2 separate regions of the Columba livia genome follow, and region 1 is linked to region 2. The links are chromatin contacts, called in public Hi-C maps. All regions are on one chromosome and are shown on one strand. Each heading gives the region's core, a stretch centred on a gene start, on an enhancer-like site or on the middle of the called end of the contact. The rest is flanking DNA. Distances are from core to core; before and after follow the strand shown.

Region 1 (4,223 bases), core at 10-2,509, 40 kb before region 2:
ATTTCCTGGATAAAATCCAGCAGGGAACTGCCTCCAAAGTCTATTTATGAACTCATGTTTACTTTTATGTATATGTAGTCTTTACTATATGTGAACACTATGTACTGACCCAAGGAACTCAGAACTGTTGTGAACGCCAAGAAATTCAGTTCATAACAGTAGTCTGAGTTTGATACTATTTTGTGTATTTTATATTTTTAAAAAACCCAGAAGCTGGGCTGTGCAGCAGAGCACAGAAAACCTGTGATAGTGCCAGCCACAATGGAAGTTTCCAAACTTCCTGACGCACCCCTCTGATGTAGGATTGTTTTTCCTCTCCTGTTGTTTTCACTTCAGAAATCTGATCTTGTGACACAAGGTCTGTCCTCTCCATATTACAAACATACCCATGTTTCCCAAAATGACCTACACTTGCTCCCTAAAAGGCTGTTGCTAGCAAATCCCTTTAAAAAAACTATGAAGACTACATAGAAGACGATACATTTTTTTCTGCAGTTAATTATGTGCATGTGAGCCTTTACAAGTTGACTTCATGAAGGGTTTGAAAGAATCATAGCAAACCTGTCTATATTCTTTCTTCCCAGATGGACAGAGAAAAATGGAAAAGCCACACACGTATTTTAATACACTGGCGCTTTAATGCAGGCTTGTTATCACTCTTTCAAACCTGTCATGAAGCCATATATTGAAATCTGATGTACACATTACTCTGCCGGTACTCTGGATGGTAATTTATATACAAGTACTTAGATATCAGTACTGACTCAAAGCAGCTTCCATATGTGGCAAAATTTAATCTGCTCCAAATAAATTGCATTCTGATGGTAGGCTTACCACAAATCAATGGGCAGGGGGATGGGAAGCAACATCTGCAGTAAAAAATAGCTATGATACCCACAGGGAAGACCTCTGAGTAAAATCCTACAAGCAAACAAAGCGAGTAAACAGAGAATGAAAGGCCCAGCTGATTTTTAAAGGTCAGCCACAGATGTGACCATTACCTCCCACTTGCTGCTGCGACATTTATGCCTCGCTACAGAGGCAGCTGCCTTGGGCAAATGAACAAAGGCTTCAATTCACAACACAAAACACTCGTGCAGCTTTTCAGCGTGCAGCACCCACTTTTGTGCCTGTCATCTCCCTAACCCCATCCCCACTCCTGAAACTCCTGCCTAGATTTACACAGAAAATAAATGGAATCAGAGAAATGCTCCTTTCCAAAGTTCGCCATAAGCGTCTATAAAGTATTTGTTTGTGACCTATGGCAAATTTTCCTAGCCAGTGAAAACACACACTGCCTGTGCCCGGTGTTATTTAGAGAGCAGGCAGCAGCACAGCAGCTGTAGCAGTTTATATTCCTGCACACTTCTCCTGCTGCAGAGCCTGGAGATCCAGCATGTGTCACAAACCCCATTTCTCAAGCTTGTAAACAGGACCGCTCAGGGTTTAGCTCTGCTGCCCTACCTGTTTGACCAGAATGTGTCTGAACTAAGCCAAGAGCTCCTTAATAGCTCCTGTATTTTTTCCTTCCTGAGGGTCCTCTGTGAGCATGACTAAGCATGGATGTGGTGTCTCAGCATGAAAACCAATGGGACAGGCATCAGCTTGGTCTGTTCTCTATTTATCATGCAAAACCCAAAGCTTCCAGATTCTTCATGGGTGCAAACCCCAGATTCTGACAAATCTACTCTCAACTTCTGTGCCTCTTGCTTAACAATGAGGGTCCAAACAACCCAAAGCTTGTCACAAGACTAAGCCCAACATGCAGGGGCATGTATGGTGCAGATACCACAGTTGTGCAGCTCCACTTTCTGCCCTGAACTGTGAGGAGGAGGTGGTCATATTAACCCTCCTCTGGTGAAAGACATGTATGGCCTTCCTTGGTGGTCCAGCGGAGAGCCAACAGCACCCATTTCCAGGCCTGATGGCCAGGCTGCCCCATAAAGGAGAGGGCTGGGAGGCCCCTGGGTCTGGAAAGGCTGAAGTCATGAAGGAGAGTGTGATCATCGGGTGATGTGGAGACATCACCTCATGAAACATCTTTTGGTAGCCTGGGGTAGTTCCTAAGAGGAACACTCCCAGGTGCGGTGTTAACTGCAGTCATTAAAATATCTGCCAAACGCCAGCAGCAGGCGTGGTGGTGGGGCCACCACTCCAGCCAATGGAGGTGGTGGTCAAACACGCTCCTCCAGCTGAATGGTTTGGTGGAGATGAGGAAATGGCCTTTATCAACCGTCAGTTGATGTGTCAGAAGATTTTAGATAAACAGCTGATAATTTTCACTATGACTAACACGGCGTTTAGAAATGGGAGGAGCTCGGCAGAAAGAATTCAGACCTGGCCTAAGGCAGCTGTATGCATGTATTTCAAAGACCTATGCTAGAGTCTCATGTGTTAACCCAGTGCTGAGACATACTCAACAAGGCATCTGGCAAAATAATTTAACTGCCATGTAATGCTCCTTCTGCCTTTGCTCAAATTCACTTTCAAATGTGGTCAGCAAAGCAACACGCCTGGGCTCTGCTGCAGACTGCTGCTGTCCAACAGTTCCTCTTCTCCCACTGATGCTTAGCAAGAAGATTGGAGCTCCAGAGCAGGAATGCCATGGATGCTGGATTGTTAAAAAGCATTCAGCATAAGTCTAGATTTTTAAAATAATTTACAAACTTTAGGTAGTGCAAAATGCAGCTATCTGTACCTTCAGCAGTGACAGGGCAAGGGAGAACATTGTGCACATGCTGCAGGAGCTGCCCTGGATCCCAGGCTGACCCCAGAGCAATGCAGCCTGTGAGGGCTGGGCAAGGAGGCTCTGAGCTGCTTGGGATTTTCCCACCCCACACCTGTGCCTCCCTCTCCATGAGATGCCTTTGGACTCCAGAGCTACCAAAATGCTAGAGCATTATGGCGCCTCTGACTTGAAAGCAATGATGCAGGCCAAGTTTGAGTGAGGTGACGAAGCAAAACTGTTTTCTTTTTGGGCCTCATCCACTTCATATGAGAAAGCTTGACTATGCTTTTCATGCTGCAAAGCACTTAAACTCCGCTGTGCTGATTTGCATGTGCTGTAGTCCTCCCCTATGACCTGCTACAGACCAGCAGCTCTATTTTGGTAGCCTTTGTGTAGAAAGTAAATGTAGACAGGAATTCTTTGGCTTGGTGGGATAAAACATCAGGTCATTTGACTAGGAACTCACTACTGCAGTTTCTGACAAAGGTCTCTGCAGTTACATTTCATTTACCATATTTACGGATGTCCCAAGTTTCATCTGACTCCAGTTACATCTCTCCACAGAAACTTAATGTTGTCAGTCAAATCTGACTATTCTAGATACAAGGAAGCAGTTTTCTTTATGACATTTAGAAAGGTAATTTGGTCATATGCTGAATTTAGGTATGTCATCTTATCTTAAAAGAAAGTGGCCTTCCTTTTATTTGTTGCTTAAAAGATGTTCAGTAGTAGAGACTGCATCTCCTCATCAAAGGTACTGGCTCTGGGCCTCTGTGGAAGAACAGATCAGCTGCTCTGCACTAGTCACCCACACCACAGAGAAAATGTTTTATAAATCACCTCTGGGCATCAGAGGTGGGTCTTATAATTGTTTTTTAAAATCAGGTGCTCCTCAAGGGAAGAAATAGGATGTTTCTATCTGGTGTTGGCAGCAATGGAGCACACACAGTGTGTACTTAACTACATTAAGAGGCATGATTACTGTAGGAACCAGATTTAAATTACTGAGTAATGCAGAAATGAGTAACTTTGTTTACAATACCTGTTGCATCAGTGTGATGAGTTAAACACCAGTCAGGTGATGTCGTGAGACTGAGTCGGAAGTTTGAGGCAGAAGAGCCACTTAAATCACTCAGCCCATCCCTTGGCTACTCTGCCATGATTCCCTACAGCTCTCTTCTGCACTATTTTCTTAGTCAGATTCAAAACATTTCATATAACAGGGTTTCAGCCACCAATGTCTGAATTTTTTTCCCTGTGAGATTTAATTGCTAGGAAAGAACTCCTGAAAATGCAGCCTCATCCTGCTGTGTCACTCCATCAAAGTACAATAGAATACAAGGCTGGAATACTCACAGATCATCCAGTCCAATTCTGTGCCTACAGGCAAATTCAACTACAATTAAAACATTTCTGACAAATGTGTTTTCAGCCTGCTCTGGAAGATCTCAGCCTCTTCTGGAAAGCCATGCCAGAGCTTGCCTGCTCCCGGTAT
Region 2 (4,275 bases), core at 1,704-4,203:
TCTGGTGGTGACACCAGAGTCATAATGGGACTAATATAATTTATCTTCAATTCACTATTGGTAGCTAGTGAAAAAACAGAGGTGGGAATCCAGAATTCTTAATTCCTTCAGAAAAGCTCTGGCCTCTTTTTTACTAGGCCAAACATGAACTGTTGTATCACCTCTGCCTTATTCTCCTCATCATGTATATTACAAGAAAATTGGGAGCTGTCTTCTGTACATAGAGACCTGATTTAAGTGTGCAGACCCAGGCAGGAGTTTCACATTGGCATTTCTGGTTTAGAGTTCAGGGTTTCCTCTTAGTAGATTTGGTTGTTTCATTTTTATCCCAGTCACACAGCCTTGTCTGTATTGCAAATCTTATTCCTGGAGGCTTTTCCCTCTGCAGTCCCTTTCTATGTCCCAGCCAAGCTATTTGGCAATGATCTGGCCATATGTGACTGGGAGTTACACTTTGGATGCTGTTGACCATCATGTAGGAATTTGCTGTGACAAGAAGGTCACAGCAGGTATACAGCTGCTGCTGTAGGAGCTCAGCTCCCTTCTGTAAGAACACTTCCTGAGCAATGTTCAGAGAAGATGTAGAATTGTTCCCATAAAGTGATATAAAATCTAAATCTGGGGTATAAATGAATGACTTTATGCTCCTGTGCTCGTCCCTGAGAGCATCCTGATTGTTTAAGGACTCCAGTCTGTGTTTCCTTCTCATGTTTGTCAGGGTTACCTTGTGATGAAAAGCTGGGATTTGCCAGGAAGAGGGCAGGGTTGGAGTTGTGACATGCTCCCAGGTAGCTGAGTGGGAAATGAGGGCTGTAGAGCACTTTGCAGAACAAAGCTTTCCTGACCCCAAGATGCAGATGAGTTTTGTGTGAGCGAGTGCACAGCAGAGAGGTCTTTTGTATGCTGTAGTCTCTACCTGAGTTAGTTGTGGCTTTCTACTGTAGCTGTGTACCTTGAGAATCTGATCTCGCTGGAGTATAAGAGCTTTCCTTAATAGCAATCTGTTTGTTTTTTTTTTCCCTCACAGGCCAGTTCTGTGCTCAAAGCAAAGGAACCCAGTGTGGTGGATGTAAATCCTTCAGAAAGCACTCACTTTCGGGTCATCCAAAGTTCTCCTGTAGAGGAGTTTAACACTGTGTCTCCTCTACCTGCCATTGGAGAAGCAGGTGCAACAACTGGGGATGACAGTGAGCCCTTACCAGCTGAGACAAATAAGCCAGAGATAGAGTCTCCAGGAGCAGCTGTACCATCACTGCCTGCCAGTGAAGAAATAAAACAAGCTACAGCTTGCTCGGCCCAATCAGCTGGCAAGACAGATTCCCCTTCCAGAAAGAAAGGTAAAGCTGTTGATTCTGCACTTTCATATGTATGATTTTGTCTTTAAATTTCATGGTGATAAAGCATCTCATTGTCATATAAATTAATCTGTGCCCTGAAGGCACTTTCAGATCTGAAAAGAAAGAAGCTTTGGAAAGAAACTTCAAAACCTGAGCTGTGCAGCAGGCTGTTCACAGGAGCCATGTAGTAAGATATAAGATTCTTCTTGGTCTAAGGTTTTTGTCAGCTCTCTGTATATGAGCAAGACTGCAAAACTTACTCCAAATTCATCCATATTTGACAGATTCAGAGATTTCACTTTTTGGTACAAGCACACTGTAGGTCTGCTGCTTTATGTGCTCTGACTACTTTTGGAGGTGTTATGTGTCGCTGGTAATTGTGGAACCTCTCTGTGATAATAGAAAGTAGTAGTATGTCTTTTGCACAAACAACAGATTTACCGTAAAATAAGGTGTTTTGTTTCACATGAGCAATTTCAGTTCCCTGTGGTACACATGCTATCTTGAAATTGTGAAATATAATTCCATCTGCTTTTCTACTTCTTAATTTCTGGGCTCTGTACCCATAGTGCTTTATAATAAGTGTCACAATATTCACATGAAATTTATTTGCTTACAAATGTTATGTTTTAGAGCTCTGATTTTTTCTATAATTACATAAGCCTTAAATAAGCCCAGTTTGTGTGGCTGCTTTTTAGTCAATAAAGGCACAAGTTTTGTAGCCACTTCCCCATGCCTTCCACTGTCTTTGAAGACAAAAATGACAGTGTTACTCTGCTTACTATTCATTCTTTGCATAACTTTTTTTCTGATTGCTTTTCTGATGTTTGATGTTGGAAATCAGGTCAGTGAGAAGTTGTGGGTTTTAGAATGAATTCTGATTAGGTCTTGGCCTTACAGTGGTTACTTGTCTAGATGAACCAGCAATGGCAGGGCAGCGATGGCTCTGTGTGTTGGTACAACCCAGGAGGGTTTTTTGTCCCCTGCAATGATGCATGTGCACACGCAACACGTCAGGATGTATGTGCTAAAGTTAGTTGTCTCCGTAACAAGCTGGTTACAGTCTGCTAGTAACTATAGTATAGTCTGTTGTATTACCCTTTTGCAAGAGGGCATTGAAGATTAGTTCTTGGAGATTAAATGCCCTGATTACCTTACTGTGATAACAGGCCTACACAATGACACATAAAGTTTTCCTTTTGCTGTTTTCCTACAGTGACCACGGACTTCTAATTCCCAGTGGTTTTGTCTGAGATAAGGAGGCTTCAACAGATTTCAGAACTAGCTCCCTATTGTCCCATGTTGTGTATTCAAAGTCTGAACAATGTATATGAGCAACTTGTTTTGAAATTTTTGGCAGTACCATTTTAAAGAAAAGTTCACACACTGTTACAATTTGTCTGGTTTCTCAATCTTGAAATAAATAGTTAAACAGGAATAATAGTTCTGGCATGTTACTCAGGAAAAGTTCATTAATAGGCTTATTTGTGCTATCTCTTACAGACAAACGAAGCCGTCATCTTGGTGCTGATGGTGTCTATTTAGATGACCTCCCTGACATGGAACCAGAAGTTGCTGCACTTTATTTCCCCAAGAAGTATAAATCCTTTTCTTATATTTTTCCTATTTAAAGAGCTCTTGTCACCTTCCAGATTTAGATCAGACTCTTAATTGCCAACCAAATAAGACTACTTTTTCAGAGTACAAGCAGAGATGAAGGCAGAATGAAAATAAAACTCTGTGGAGGGAAATATTAGAGCTTTTAGAAGGCTCTGCATTTGGGCCTGAGGAATGTACTTGAAGCTGATTGTTCTATTTGGGTCAATTAAGCATTGTATATTGATTGTGGATTGTTATGTAATGTACACTGATGTTTGTGAGTATTACTCACATGCCCTGGGAGAGCAGTTGGCCTTGGGATATATTTATCCGTATGTCCTTGCCTGTTACCGTGAAGAACATGTCTTACTGTTAACAGCATTAGCACAAAATAATTGCTATAATGTTGTTCTACTGTGGGTGATGACCTATAAATATGAATGTTATAATAATTTTTGGATGACACACGACAGATTTATTTATGAAAATATTTTACCCTGAACATATAATTTCCAGCTTGTTCTGATCTACATTAGAGCCTTTTATCCGCTTTCCACATCAGACTCTAGTCACTTGACTGAAGTCATTGAGCAACAACTAAAGTAGCTTGCATATTTTATTTTTCTTTCTTGCTTGCTTAAATTTAGTTGTTGTAATATTAGCATTTCAGTAAAACAGAGAAGGATCAGTAATATTGAGAAAAAAGTTGGATTGATAATTCCTTTTTCAAATGCATTCATATAAATCTAGAATGGAAAGCAGAGTTTGGGCCCACACTCTGTAATAATTATTTCATTTCTACACGGATTTTTAAGTGGGTATAATTAATTTTTGTTTCTTAAAATTTTAATCCTAATGGTTTATATATTCAGTATTTTATTTATATGTACATGACAAATAAATACACATACACATCCTTTGTTTTGGCTTTAGCTATCAGTTTATATAATTAATATAAAATAATAAACTAATGCGTTTATTCTTGTTCCAGCATGGGAATAGTTCTACTAGTATAAACTCTGCTTATAGTAGCATTATTTTGTCTACTAAGGTTGTATAGTTTATTGTCTTATTTGCCCTGTCTCTTGTAAGTAAGTGTGGGTATCATTATACATGCCTAGTTTAGGCAAATAAGCAGAAGCAATCTGGTGTTTGAGGGTACATGAGGTCTCTGCTTCTTTGTTTAAATTTTATGGCAAAACCAAGCAATTTTTTTTTTCTTAAGTGTGTGCCAGAAGGAAATGGTGTTTATTGAAGGGAGAGAAATTGGGAATGAATACATGAGGACTGAATTCCGTATTTTTCTTTTCAGTGGGGATACTGCCCAAAGCAAGAACAC

The links. Hi-C and Micro-C count contacts between places; a contact is called where the count stands out from the background.
Region 1: a Hi-C map of liver shows a contact between it and region 2, with 2.0 times the contacts expected there. The contact joins two enhancer-like sites. A contact is called at or near these places in 2 of 2 Hi-C or Micro-C datasets (crop and liver).

The regions. Positions count from the first base shown.
Region 1 is chr3:15,492,462-15,496,684 of bColLiv1.pat.W.v2, reverse strand. The region is part of intron 1 of LPIN1 (lipin 1); the gene reads left to right. Among named protein-coding and RNA genes, the nearest start is that of LPIN1, 16 kb to the left of the region's middle. Within about 2 kb of position 1,259, at least 1 of the 3 cell types and tissues checked has an H3K27ac peak away from gene starts, as active enhancers do.
Region 2 is chr3:15,453,764-15,458,038 of bColLiv1.pat.W.v2, reverse strand. It overlaps LPIN1 (lipin 1), which reads left to right. Exons shown (of 23, transcript XM_065055905.1): 9 at 1,028-1,337; 10 at 2,841-2,934; 11 at 4,249-4,275. Among named protein-coding and RNA genes, the nearest start is that of LPIN1, 55 kb to the left of the region's middle. Within about 2 kb of position 2,953, at least 1 of the 3 cell types and tissues checked has an H3K27ac peak away from gene starts, as active enhancers do.